Linked DNA regions of Mus musculus: region 2 is linked to region 1. Evidence: chromatin contacts called from public promoter capture Hi-C data. All regions are on one chromosome and are shown on one strand. Each heading gives the region's core, a stretch centred on a gene start, on an enhancer-like site or on the middle of the called end of the contact. The rest is flanking DNA. Distances are from core to core; before and after follow the strand shown.

Region 1 (7,357 bases), core at 2,553-5,052:
GTGTTCCTTAGACCTGCTTACTGTGCCAAATGCTGCTCTTTGTCATATTTTTACACAGATATTTTTAATCCCAAAAATCAACATTGTTGTTTTGTTACAAAGGAAAACAGAACAGGGCTTATCTGAACCAACCAGACTAAGTACATTTTTACCATGAGGTGCCCTGAAAGATCAGTATGATAAGGAAGTGCCCAGGGGACTTCTGGGTACCTATTGTGCCCTATTGTGCTGTATCTTTTTTTTTAAAGGCAGTGTGTCTGTTTTATAGTTTTGGCTGTTCTGGAACTAACTATGTAGACCAGGCTGGTCTTGAACTCACAGAGATATACCTGCCTCTGCCCTTCCTAGTCCTGGGATTAAAAGTGTACTTTGTCATGCCCTGTCCCTAGCTGCTGATTTCCTGGGATTCCTATTGAGAAAAGTCACCAAGTGGAACCAGGATTTTTGCCTTCTACTCCCCTGCTTTGTCTACGCACACTCCACTACGCCCATCTTCCACCAGCTCTCTTGCACCTTCTCTCTACTCAACAGCAAGGCCTCCTGTGACTCTCTACTCAAAGAGCCTTCCCTGGGTAGGAACGTTATTGAAGGGGCTAATGGCCATCATAACACTCACAAATCATATGGCTGCCCCACGGCTGTCAGTTATGTATGTCTTTCTCATTCAAATAGTCGTGTTACCTGTCCATAGGCCGGGCTGCCACCATGACCCATGGTAATGATGTCCAGATCCTTGCTGCCACCAAGGGCCACATCTGGATCTAAGGCCCTATTGCACCCAAGGTCTATGTTGATGTCCATGACTCATGTTATCACCAAAAGTCATGTGGAGGTCTATGGTCTCTGCTGTCGCCTGAAATCATGTCCATATGCTTTGCAGCCACTGGAGTCCATACTGATGTGGGCTGCTTGAGCTGACACCTGAGGCCATGTTTGTGGTCCAGGCAGCCTCCAAAGGGCTTGTCTGCTCTCCCCCTTTCTCCTGTGCAGCGGGGGTGGGGGTGGGGGGTGGGGGGGTGGGCAGGGAGGGAGGGAGGTGTGTTTGTGGTCTGTTCTGTTGCTAGAAACTTTGTGGAGGCCCCAAATCCATGTTCCCACCGATTGTGGAGAGCAAGAGAGCTACTTAGGCTGTGATATCAATGACTGAGGGTCCACAGTTGAGAGGGAAGGACAACCCCTACAGTGTCAACCCCTACACCCACCCCACTCCACCTCCAAAAAGTAACAGCCCAGACAAGAAGCCACTGAAAAGAACCCTTAGATTGTGTGTCAGAGATGTTGAAGTGTATGTCTCCATGGCTTCTGGCAGAGGTGTGGGAGGGGAAGGACTGTTTAAGGGGCTGGCCACTGAGAGTTTGGCCATGCTCCAGTGAGTTTACAGATAACATAAAGTAGAGTTGGTTTTTTGTTGTTGTTGTTGTTGCTGATTTTTTCTTCTTTTGGAGGTGGGGAGATAACAAGCACTGGGGGGTGGAGGGGAGGCAGGGGGTTAACATGGAAGAACTGGGAAGGATTTATAATCAGGGTATGTGATGTGTACTCCCGGAGAGTCAATAAAAGTGTTATGTGGAAAAGGGGGCAGAGGGTCAAAGTACTGGGGTCTACAGTTATGTGTCCTGAGCACAGCACAGAGCGGGGTATAGGAAGCAGTGGTTTGTGAAGGGATAATAAAGGGACACAGTGAGAAAGTCCAACACAGAGCTGAAGGACTAAGATAAGAAGCTAGGAGAAGGAGCTAGGAAAGGCTGTTCATCTTGCACTCAAGCTTAGGCATGTGGAGAGCTGGCTGTAGACTGGGTCATTTACATGGTTAAGGAGGCTTTCAGGAAAGCAGTCTTTCCTTGGGAGGTAGGCTGACTCAAGAACTCTAGCCTGGGCTAAGTACAGGATGTAGCTCCTAAGCCCAGCCTGTCTCTGTTTTTATTCTGCCCTATGTTTCTTCTACAGGTTATTGAGCAAAAAAAAAAATGTCACAAGCACAGATGTGGAAGCAGCCATGACAGGGACAGCCAAGCCACTGCAGGAAGGATGGTGACACAACAGGCCATGGAAAACATAACTTCTTCATTCAGATTCTAGGGAAAGAGCCCCCAGAAGTCCAGGCGTGGCCACCACAGGATCTGTGTGGCTGTTACACAAAGATTATGACAGTGGTAGAAGGGGCTTCTAGAACCTTCGTACACAGCTGCCACCATACAGAGGAAAGGGATGGCTATGGGACCTCCCACTTGGGGACCAATGGGCTGCATGTCACAGCAGGTATCTGGTAAGGAGCTTGCCACATTCTTTTTGAGCAGGAAGTCTAGTTAAGATTTAATGGGAAGTGTCATCTGTTTTATAGCTTCAGAACAGAATTCTCTAGAAGCAAGGATCACTGAAAGCTGGCTGCTAGGGTTCATACAGGAAAAGGGAGGGAGACTACAAAGAGTCAAGAAGCCAGATTAGCAAACAGCCCCTTCATCTCAGCCATTCTAAATTCTCACAGCTGGACTATCAGCAAAAGGGACTTATCTTCTGACATCAAACACTCCATCAGGGGACATTTCCCTTTGAACTCAGTCACTCAGTGAATACTATAAGGACAAGGACTCTTGCTTTTAGGAGTAAAAATATTTCATGAAATGAGAGAAGAAGATCAGTAAGCCAGAAAAAAATAAACCAATTATTTTCCTAGAGGCACTATCTTAATATATGGTGGGGCTTTCTAAAACATTTTCTCTCTGCTCTTTTTTTTTTTTTCTGATATTGATGGCTTTCAACTGTTTTTAACTGCGTATTCAATCAGTAAAATTATTTGGAGCATGTACCACAAGCGTGCCTTTTTGTGCACTCTTATTCATAGTTATAGAAAGTGTGCTGTTTGTTGTGTTTTTTAGTGAAAATTCTAATAGAGCGTGCCCCGATAAACAAACAATATTCATTTCATTGATTGGTAAATTAAGGCTTAAGGGAAGGGGCTTCCCTAGATCTGCTAGTCAGAAGTTGTAGGGATGGTTTCAAGCCCACTGTAAGTCAAGCCATGACCAACCTTCTAGCTTACCCACTCTCTAATCTGTCTCCCATGGGCAGTCTAAGCCACATCTCTCAAGTGGTCACATTCTTCCTTCCATGTTCCAAATCCCCTTCTTCCCATCCCTATCAGTTTGCGAACAGACGTTCGTGTTCATTTCTGGTGAGTTCCACGTTTGTCCTTCCTTGCCCATTTTTCCCCATTACCTCCTATAACCCAGGCTGAACTGCAGTATCAGGGTTTTGCAACCAGGAGGCATGAGCTTCCCAGGCCCCATCCATTTTCCCACACTCCATTAAGCAGAGTTGATGCAGAGTCCATTTGCGGGTCTCACCATGCCCAGGGGTTAATGTATTCTGAAATTTATTTGTAAAAAGAAAATGTGTTCTTCAGCGGAAGGAGCATGAGATGTGACTTGCTCAGAGTGACCACTCCTGCCAGGGAAGACAGGGTGCTTGAGCTTCCAGAATGAGGACATAGGAGAGCTGTTTCCCTGGTTTTGTAAAATTACAGGAACAAAGTAAAGATGGAGCCATGTGAATACTCGAAAACAGTGAAAATCCAAGTCAGGCAGGCAAGAAATCAGTAGGTGTGTCAGAAGTGAGGTAGGATCAGGTAGGGATGGAGTCAAAGAGACTGGTAATCTGGGAGATCTCCCTGTTGAAAGCTAATACAACCCCCCCCACCCCCGTTTCTGTCTCCCCAGAGCCAAGGCTGAAAATACTGTTTAACTAAGGTGGGGCTGCAGTGCCAGCTGCACCTATATAAGGAAGTAACTGAGAGGAAGAAGCAGGCAGAACCTAGTACTGCCAGTTCCCTTGTATTCCCTCCAAAGGAACAGAGGTCTCCTCCACCGTCCCCTCTACCTCTCTCCAGGCCTCAAGACTGCTTGGCCAGTACAACTGCCTCATACTGGTGAGTTTCCTTCAGGAACACTGCTCAGGGTGCTACTCTATTGGATGCACCTGCAGAGGACACAGGTGAAGTGCAGGCAGCCATCTCTCAGGCTCTGGACCGAGGGAATCCTCCCACCATTCATGAACCTATGTGCTTCCCAGAAACCTTCCTGATGCTGGTTCTGGGTGCTGTGCCAGGGCTATGATGCAGGATTCAGGGGCTCTAAAAACCAGGCCTTTTCTATGCACCAAGTTCAAAGAGATTGATGCTTGGAATACTCAGGGGGAGGGGGAATTATGGTCCAAATACATGGTATTGAAAATCTATTTTCAACTTTTAGAAACTATTAGAGACAAACAGAAGATGAGTTTCATAGAGAAGCTTATCCCAATTTTGCCATGGGTCTTGGTCACTTAGTCACCTTTGCCTTTCATTCATACAGAGTCACAACCTTGAAGTTATGGTTGACCTTAAGAACATTCAGATGACAGAAATCATGACTTTCCTTCTCCTTCTCCTTCTCCTTCTCCTTCTCCTTCTCCTTCTCCTTCTCCACCTCCTTCTCCTTCTCCTTCCCCTTCTTCACCTCCTCTCCTTCTCCTCCTCCTTCTTTAATCTTTCTTTTGTGCCTACACAGGTATAAATATATGTGCTTGTGTGTGCACAAAGTTAAAAGGTCAATTTGATGTCTACCTTATTTATTTACTTATTTATTGTGTGTGTGTATGTGTGTGTGTGCATGTATACAGAAACAAGGGACCAACTTTAGATGCTTCATCAGGAGCTTCCTGCTTTGTTTTATGAATCAGCATCACTGGAACCCAACACTCAATGCTTCTGCTAGAACAATGGACAGTGAGTCCCAGGGACCTGCCTGTCTCTGCCTCTTTATAATCTCTGTTAAGATAAGTATATGTCACCAGGCCCAGCTTTCTACATAGATGCCAAGACTCAAAGTTGGATCCTCATGCTTTTGTGGCAAGCACTGTACTAACTGCCTAGCCCAGTAATCATGAGTTCTGTTTCCACTGATGATAGCTCCAGCAGTGTAGTTATTCAGTTTGTATTCACTAAAGGAAAGCACAGATCCCAGACACTGTTTTCTAATAATCTGGTGTACTAGCCCTAAGGTTGAAGTTGGGAAAGGTCTGAGCTCAACACAAAAGGCAGGTCACTACCACTGTGGAGGTTCTGGGAGCCTCCATCACCTCCTGCAGTCATAGTCACATAAGTGCCTCTGAGGCTGCTGAAGTTATCCTGTCTTAGAGATGTGATGCTGTTGTCAGGGAGACACTTCCAGCTGCTTAGGTCAACCTCAAACTTCCCAAATTAGAACAAAGGCAGATTTCGCTTTATGCTTAGAATGGAGTCACAAAGGACAGGTAGACCTCTGTTTATCCCCTAGAGGCATTGACTGGATCTTTAGTCAGCATACTCTCTTGAATTTCCCTACTGTGTACTGAGGCTCCACCCCATTACTTCCTAGGGAGAGGGGAGGCACCAGGAATATACAAAGTCTTATTTATGACTATATGAATGATGGGGTATAGTAAATGTGCTACTTGTGTAATGGGCAAGTGTTTAAAGTAGTGTAAGCTCATTATTCCTAATTTGTAGATGGAGAAGGTTGCTGTTAAGCTCCTACTAAATGTAATGACAGATCTAGAGTTCTGTCACATCTTGTTTTGTGCTCTGGTTCCTTGGTTGTGTTGAGTGACCCTCTTAAACAAACACCACAGTAGAGAAGGCTCCACAGGGAAGCGCACAGTGGAATGGCTTCCTCATTGGCACCAAGGGCAAATTTTGTGCCCTTCGCTGTCTTATCTGTTGGAAGTGTTCCCGTTTTCTCTTCACTTCAGATGTGATAGCCTTCCTACCACGTCCCTCTCAAGACTGAAAGTTTAGGTGAGGTTGTAAGCAAAGGATTTAGCAGTACACAGGTTGTGATTATTGCTCAGGAAAGCTGAGTCCTGTAGTGAGTGTACTTTATCTTAACCTCCCTATGAAGTGGCTACTGAAAATGATTAAGTGTTACAGTACTAACAGGTTAGGAGCTACCATCCCAGGGCAGCAAGAGTGAAGGCAATGGGAAGTAACAAGAGAATGACGGGAAAAAAGAAAGCCACCCATCCTGCTTCTCTTTACAGAAAGACATGGCCAGACACTTATCATTGAACTAGTTGTAGATCCTGTCTTTCCTTGCATAGAGACGAGGAAACGTGAAGCACACTTTGGCTCCCCTACTTTCCTTGGTCAGATGAACTCACTTTTCTGCATGCCTAGCTGTGTTATCTCATTCCTTGCCCTACACTGAGAAACCTATATCTAATCTTTGAGGGTTGGCACCTCATCCGAGTCCTGAAGCAATTAGCAGAGGCACTTCCTTGTCTTTGGTAGAAAAAGGAAACCAAAAAGACTGAGTATCTTAGTTTTTGTTGTGTTGTTGTGAAAGAATACTCTAACAAAAGCAATTTAAAGTGGGAAAGGAATTACTTTAGATCATGGTTCAATTCAATGTTATTGTCCCTCATTTTGGAAGAAGTCACAGCAACAGGAACTTGAAGTTACAATTCACATTATGTCTACAGTTGGAGGATGACAATAAATAACTGTGTGTTAGTACTCAGCTAACTTTTTCTACTCTTGTACAGTCCAGAATCCTCTGCCTAGGGAATAGTTACACCCACAGTGGGTGTGTCTTCTTACTTGAATTAAGATAGTCAAGATAACCCTCCATAAACATACCCAGAGGCCCATCTCCCAGGTGGCTATAACCTTTGTCAGCAATACAGTTGACAACAACCGTTCATACTCAGCACAGAGGTGCATGACTGAAATGAGCCATCTTCCAGAGTCTGAGGCCCCCTTGAGCTATATAAGATCTGTCTCCAAACAAAACAAAACAGACAAACAAGAAAGTGACAGAGACAGAGAGAGAGGCAGGGAGGGAGGGAGGGAGGGAGAGAGAGAGAGAGAGAGAGAGAGAGAGAGAGAGAGAGAGAGAGAGATTAAGATTCTCAATTCTCAAAAGACAAGATAACATGTAAGTTCAAAAAGAACTAAGTGATCATTTTGATATTTTATTAATTAGCAAATAAGGATTCTGTTGGCATGATGTTAGCAGGTTATTTCCCAGGGATCACCTCTTTCACCCCTGAGAGAACCATGAGGGTTTCAGATAGACGGGCCTAGACCATGCCCTGAGTGTTTGGAACAAGTCAGCTGGTGTGCATACCAAAGCTCTAAAATTTCACACAGTAGAGCATGCAGCAAGACAGCCAAAAGAAATCCTCGGGCTATAAGAAGCCCAGAGTACAGTTTGGCTTCTCTGCCATGCTCAAGACTCTGCCCACCCTACCCCAACCCATATTCACACCCCCTTTTGAGACATAATCTTCTTTTGAGACTTAATCTCGTGTAGCTCAGGCTGACCTCAGACTCTTGGTTAGG
Region 2 (7,366 bases), core at 2,569-5,068, 260 kb before region 1:
CATAATTCATAACGGAAGTGCCTTTCTTGTGAGGCTGACTCTTAGCGACTTTAAGAACAAGGTACTAATATATTTAGTGTTTGAGAGGGCCAACGTCCAGGTTCCTGCTGTCTCACTATAACCTCAAGTGGGGGAAGGCTGAAAAAAAAACTCTCTGGCATTCTTTATTGAGATGCTAATCCCCTTAAAGATGACTCCTAGCCAGGCCTTGGTGGCACATGCCTTTAATCCCAACACTTGGGAGGCAGGGGCAGGTGGATTTCTGAGTTCAAGGCCAGCCTGGTCTACAGAGTGAGTTCCAGGACAGCCAGGGCTATACAGAGAAACCCTGTCTCAAAAAAAAAAAAAAAAAAAAAAAAAAAACAAACAAAACAAACAAGCAAAAAAAGACTCCTAATAACCTTCGCAAGTCCCCACCTTCTAATGCCATTACATTGAGAGTTAGGTTTGGCATAAGCTTTAACAACAGGGAGTTGGGGCACTTGGTACAGTGAGATAGGAGGATTGCTCAGAAGTGCAAGGCTAGCCTGGGCTACATAGTACGTTTCAGACCATAATAGACTACAGAGTGGTTCACTGCTGTGAAACAAACAAATGAACTTGGGGGACACAAATGAAATCTATGACAATCATCTCTGTTGTTGGATCAGGAGCTGTATCTCCGCTCTCACTGTTTCTTCTCCACTCTCAGAAGCTGCCCCTCCCCACTCAATCAATTCCTTTTTCTTATGGGTTTTATAATAATACTAAGCCCTACTTGTTTGTGACTCTTAATCCCTTGCCTGTTTTTTTTTTTTTTCTGGACTTCAGCCCAGTGGTGATGTAGCTAAGGACTTGGTTTAGAGGTTCCCCTTTTCCTTTTCTTTTTAGGTTCCTGTCTCCCCAGTTTAGAACACCCCTAACACCCCTATGCTGATGGCTAAGTACCCATCTCTTGAATAGCTATCTCTGAATTTCATCCTTCTATCCATTTGGATGCCATGTACAGTTCACAAATTTAAGATAACCCAATGACACTGCTGCTATGTCTACTACAGTTTACCCTCTTTATTTACATCCTCAGCCATAAAGCTCTTTAAACAGATCCTACTTAAATGCTGGCCCTGGCCCAGAGCTTTTTGGGACATTGTTTTTGCCAAGAACGCCCCCCACCCCACCCTTTCCCATGACCGGTGCCTTGCCATCTTCCAGATCATGTGACCAGATGTCACTAACCCAGACAAGCCATCCTTGACCATTCTTCCTAACGGAGGCCACATTCTGCCTTGTTATTTTCTATGTTCGTCTGAGGTTTCTACCAGTTATTAGAAGTCATCTTAATTTTAGTCTCTTGTATTTTACTTGTCTCCCTAGCTACCCTTCTTAGCACATTCTCTGCAAATCTATATTGAGTTGAAGACATTGAAAGGCTTTTGGAGGTTGTCCTGTCTGCAGGCTGTGCACCCATGGCATTGCTAGCTTGCATCTAAAAGTCCACAAGTACCAATCATTGCTTGGAAAGAACTAAACAGTAAGCTTCACTCATGCGTTCACTAATCCAGCCCCCTTTTGTGGTACTAGGGACTCAACCTAGGGCCTTGTGTAGGAAAGGCAAGCTCTCTACTCTTGAGAGATGCATCCTTGCTCCCCACTGGTCTTCTTTGATCCACACAAGATAAGTTCGGTGAGTATCAAACCCTCTGTTTTTTTCTGTTACATAGTCTGTTTCTTCTATACATATATACTTATCTCAAGTTTAATTTATGTATTATGCAAGGAAAGGGATTAACAACTCGCCTCAGATCTTAGTGGCCTTGACATATGATTGATTGTTTCTCTTTTCTGTCAACCACTTCTACATTTGTACTTAAAGGAAACCATTTCCTCTTTTGCCCCCAGGCTTCTCCTTGGTGTATTTGAGTTGCCAGCAGTGATGCTTATGTATTTCAAGCCCATTATTAACTGAAAAAAAATCACTTGAACATCATCATGGCAATTCTAAGGCAGCAAGCTGGATACCATGATGGCTCCTGAGTTACTAAGAGCGACAGCCTATATGGCAGGGATGCTCTAAACACAGGTGTCAATTGCATCCTGGGAGCGTGTGGAACATGTGTGCAGCAGAACAGCACGCAACGTAAAACACATCATTTTCTTATCTCTGAAATCTTCCATTTAATGTTCTAGGACCTTAGAATAGTTATTGGTGAGATTACATACCTGGCATGTTGAGGGAGGGAGAGTTTCAACCATGACAGGGAATGGTGTGGAGTCAGGAGCCTGAGGCATTGGCTATATTGTCTTCTTGGTCCAGGACAGACATAGGCTTCAAACATCTCAAGGTCTTCCTCCAGGGGCCTACTTCCTCCCATGAGGTTCCAACTCCAAGAGGTTCTACAAGCTTCCAAACCAGCACCAGATGGCTGGCTCTAGGGGAATGTTCAAACACATGAGCCTAGAGGATACATTTCACATTCAGACTACAATAGGACATCTTGGCTGGGGTAGCTGAAACCACTGATTCGGAGCCACAAATAAGCTGAGAATTTCTGTTAACACCTTTCATATGTCATTAAATAAAAACTGATTCAGCTGAAGACATTACTAAACTGAGAGTGTCTTTCCTTCTGTGTGGCTTCTTAGTTAACATATCATATGAACACTGAAGTGGGTTGATTTCCTTCCATTCTTGAGGAAACCACTAATAACCTTCATGGAACGCCTATCATCGTGGCTGCAGAAGCTGAGATTTAGTGGGATGGAGATGTCCTCAAGGTCACATTCTTCGTCTGTGGAAAGGCCCCAGGAAGACGGGAAAGGCCGGGGTGTTCCGAGGCTAGACACTGTGGTGATACAGAGCCTGGCTGTGAAGACAATGCAGGGACCTGTTCAGGAGTGGTCCTTGGCTGTGGCCTTCTGCTGATTTTTGTGATTTGAAAGATGTGATTCTTAGAAGGTAGCAGCAGGCTGGAGACTTCATATCTGAGTCTGTGAACAAAAGGTGTGGCCAAGAGAAGAGAGTGGTCCCTCTGTCATAAAGGTCCTACAGTGGAGACCTCATGACCAGGTGGATTTGACCGAGAGCATATGGCACTCGTGGGCTGGAAATGGTTGCTTCACTCAGAGAAAAGGTAGCCCAGAAGAGTTAATGAGGGGGGTCACAATCACAGCCACAGCCACAAACACAAAGGAAGTGGAGTGTTCTAATGAGCTTCCTCCAGTGGAGTGGGTAGACAGGAAGGGACAGTGTGACAGAGACAGCTAAGCTTGGGGTAGAGCTAGTGTTTCTGGATCCTGTCGCTTTGAGTAGATCCGTGTCCAGACTGGGGTGTTGGCATGAGAGGACAGCCCTGCTTTAACCAGTGTGGCTTCTGCCATGCTCCTGAGTCTTGCTGTGACTGGGGGGTCTTTCTTTTACCTCTTGACTTGAAGTTGAACTCTCCTCCCACTGTTTTTGGGAGAGTTTGGGGTTCCTGAAGGTTATACTTGAACACCAAACTCCCCACTCTGAAGCCTGCTTCACTTTCTTGCTATCTGATGTCAAAATGTTCAGGAGGTCATGGATTGCTTTTGGAGATGCCTAGGAGATAGAGAAGAAGGAGTGGAGACCTCAAGTTAGATTCCTGGTTAGATGAATTAGTCTGACATGGTTACATGGAATCAGTGTGTGTGTGTGTGTGTGTGTGTGTGTGTGTGTGTGTGTGTGTGTACACATGCTTTCATGCAGGTACCTCTGTCTGCCTATGATTCTGGCAAGTAAGCAGTTCTTGATTTGAATTGTGCATCTGAGTCCTCTGGTTGGCTAGCCCATCGAGGGCTCTTCTCAAACCCCAAGTCTTCCTGTTTCTGATATCAGCTTTCTGTCAGGGCATACTCCCAACTCACCAGTTTCTGTGGTTTCATGCTTTCCAACTCGTGGTTCACAGCCGAGACCCTGACCTTATCTGTCTTATCTCAAAGGCTTACCACCTCTCTCAGCCTCAGTTCCACTTGGAGACTGCTTTCTCTTGGTAAGATGGAGGGTAGCAATGCATATTTCCTGGCTTTCTGTTGTGGATCACATGAGTACCAAATGTGAAAAAAATGCCTCTCATGGGGCTGGGCCCAGGCTCATGGGTAATATGAATTTTCCAGGGTTGAAATTCTGGGTTGGAGAGGAAGGCTGAATTGAGAGAAATGGCCTCTGAATCCAGGGTTCTTTATCCTCTATTCTGACATTTGTGTTTGACCTCTAGAAATCTCTTGTCCTAAATCCCCTCCTCTCAAAGCTGCCAATCCCTGATCCCTCAGGCTTGCAGCAAGATTTTGCAGAGTCCTCTTTACTTTTACTAATTTAGCCTTCTCTAACAGCATGTGCTGTAGGCACCAAGGCTACAGAACTGCCCTGTTCTCAGATGTCACAGGAGAGATGGGCCTAACTTGGCCTGGGGACCAGAACCAGTCCATGAGGCATGCTCTGGTGTGGTAACATTTAATCAGGGACCTCACTTTTACTCCAGAGAGGTAGCAGAGCTGAACCCAGTTAGTTTGGATTCTGTGCATGTGGCTGGAATGCCCACTTTGTGCCAGGCTTGCAGTAGTTACTGGGCAGAGGTGAAAAGTGGGCACAAAATGAGATCGGATGAGCCCCCAAGGGCCTGAGGATCCCCAGACCAAGCTGTCTTACCATCTTCCTGCTACTGTCTGTTTTCTTTAACTGGATCTGACAGCAGGAAATGATTAGACTGGACAGCTCGTTAAGGATCATCGATTGACTACATCCCCATCATCAGGTGCCTTGAAGAGAAAAGCCAGACTATGGTACCCATTGAAGAATACTCAGTTCTACTCCAGGGAGATGTGGGGTTCTGGATCTCTGTATCTTCCTGGTCATTAATCCCATCGTTTGTAAGTATGTAAGCCTGCCTACAGATTCCAGTCTGACCCCTGTTATGATCAGTCTGAAAATGGGTGGAATAGAACAGGCAATCGTCTCAGTATACCTGGCTGTTTCTAGGTTTATCACTGAATAGCCTGAATCCTAGAAAATGCTGGGTAAACTGAACATTCAGTTACCCATCATCATCACTGTTGCTGTCATCACCAATAACCATTGCTACCACCATCACCATCATCATCAGCACCACCAACATTTTCTTCATCACCATCATCACCACCATCACCACCATGATCATGACTACCATCGTCATCATCATCATCTCTCTTTCTCTTCTTTCATTTCATATTTTCCACATGCCAGTATGTTGAACCTTCATGAAGTAGATTGTACCCTCTAGAAAGCTGAGGCATGAAGGTCAAGGTCATAGTTCATTCATCCCATCAGGTCTTCTATTCTTACATATTCTTAACATCCAACGAATGCTCAAGGCTCAGACCAACTGTCTGCTAAGACTCCCCTAATCCTCTGATCCTGGAAGTTGGTTTTCTTCAAGCCTCTACTTTGTCCTGGTTTGACCTGTAGCATCATCTGTGACTGACTCTTTGGTTGTCAGAACCTCTTATGAGTGAGACCAGCCTTGTTCTTTACTTCTCTCATGCCAAACTTCTAAGAGCTTGGACTGCTGTTCTTAAGTTTCTACAACAGGACAGCCTTGAAAGCATCTCTCTTACTCCCATGAGACTTCAATGACCCACTCATTCTACCTGCCATCCAATGCCCCTCTTGTGGTGTATCCCCACTGGACAGAAAGCATCCCTCTTTCCCACTGTTGGGACTTTCTGAAATCTCCTATCTGCACAGGACCTTGTCTTGTCCTAGGTCCTGCCATCCTTGAGACTTCTGTTTATCTATAGCTGATGCTTAGGTGGTTTTTCTAGGATGGCCTGTCATTAGTCTAAGGTTATAGAAGTCTTTGCTCTTTTCCCTATTAACATGACAACCTTTTAATATCAGTTTGAGCATCCCACAGCTGGGAAGTCAGATAGACCACTGAGAATAACATCTTGCACTCCAAAGGCATGTATAAGTGACTTTTGGATAGGGTGGGCTCGATTAAAATCAAATTGATTTAAATCATGATGTGAATCACTAGTCAGGAAGAGTCGATTAAATCAATACTTTCCCTTCAAAAATGCATTTCAGTTTTGATACAATTTTAATGCACAGGCTCCCCAGCTCTGACAGAGATAGATGCGGCTTTCATTTTTAGGAGTTACATAGCATGCATTTTTAAGCTGTGATTTATTTTGACATTTTCTTGAATCAATTTTGCAGCCACGTCTTGAGTTTTGAGTGATGACTTGGTTATTTTATTTACCAAAGCTAATCAAACAAATGTGTATAATTTCCTCAACAAAATAAGCATGTGCACTTTCGAATGTTTAACTATTTCTGGCTGTAAATGTAAAAATGTGTTTTTGCTGAGATAAATTAGACTGTTTCAGACAAACCCAACCCCAAACACTTGTGCCAGGATATTTTGGGAGTTAACCCAGTCTTTGCCACCCTACCACGCTTATTTACAAGTTGGGAAGGAAAGGGAAGCTTTTCTACACGTATTTACAAACTATTTTTCAGAAAAGACTGAATTGCAGTCCCCTTCTTTGGAAACCATGCTTCTTCCATGCAAGAAGTAGTAGCTGCAGTTATAGACTTGACATCCATCTTAGTCATGGTTGTGGGTCTCTGTGTTTGACTTCTGCCAGCTTCTGGTATGACCTTCCTCATGTCTATCGGCCCCTCCTGTTACCAACTGAGCCTTGCTATATCTGAAACTAAGTTTTCTTCACTGGACCAGTTGAATTTTATTTTCAGAAAGTGTTTATACATCAACCCCAAATATTTGGTATCAGTCTTATCGCTGCCGAAGGGTATCCTTCCTTCAGCCTCAGGATGCTGGAAGTAAAGAACAAGGCTGGCCTTGCATGTTTCCTAAGAGACCTGGTGAATGTGTGTGGATTTAGGGATGTGCTGGTATCTTTTCCTGAATCTCATGTTGTGTTCAACCCCATGACTTCCCCAATTACGACATAGCTGCATCTATTTTTTAAAAAAAGTGAACCTTCCTTTTTTCCCCCATCTTTTCATACCCCTCTAAGCCAACAGTTCTCAACCTGTAGCTTGTGACCCCCAGGAGTCACATGTCAGATATTGCACATATCAGATATTTACATTACGATTCATAAAGGTAGCAAAATTACAGTTACAAAGTAGCAATGAAATGATTGGTTGGGGGTCACCACAACACGAAGAATTTTATTAAAGGATCACAGCATTAGGAAGGTTGTTCTAGGAAAACAGAGCCCTAACCTGGTTGGAGAGAAAACAGGAATGGCCTAGTCTTGTCTTCAGATGAATTATTTGAAACCTAAGTGGACCACACGGGTCTCAAAGCCAGGCAGGACCACATGCTCTGAGATACCTCGAATGGGATGTTCATCACAATCA

The links. Promoter capture Hi-C pulls out the DNA fragments that hold promoters and counts their contacts.
Region 2: a promoter capture Hi-C map of pre-B cells shows a contact between it and region 1, with 2.5 times the contacts expected there. The contact joins the enhancer-like site here to the promoter of Capn13 in region 1. A contact is called at or near these places in 9 of 39 promoter capture datasets (the 3T3-L1 cell line, 3T3-L1-derived adipocytes, the C10 cell line and 5 more) and 3 of 9 other capture datasets (adipose tissue, liver and pancreatic islet).

Annotation. Positions count from the first base shown.
Region 1 is chr17:73,395,741-73,403,097 of GRCm38.p6, reverse strand. It overlaps Capn13 (calpain 13), which reads left to right and starts at 3,802. Exons shown (of 23, transcript NM_001033444.2): 1 at 3,802-3,925.
Region 2 is chr17:73,659,898-73,667,263 of GRCm38.p6, reverse strand. The region is part of intron 1 of Galnt14 (polypeptide N-acetylgalactosaminyltransferase 14); the gene reads left to right. Among named protein-coding and RNA genes, the nearest start is that of Gm46602, 4.0 kb to the left of the region's middle. Within about 2 kb of position 3,818, at least 8 of the 459 cell types and tissues checked have an H3K27ac peak or open chromatin away from gene starts, as enhancers often do. A contact at or near this core is called in pre-B cells, where this site is marked.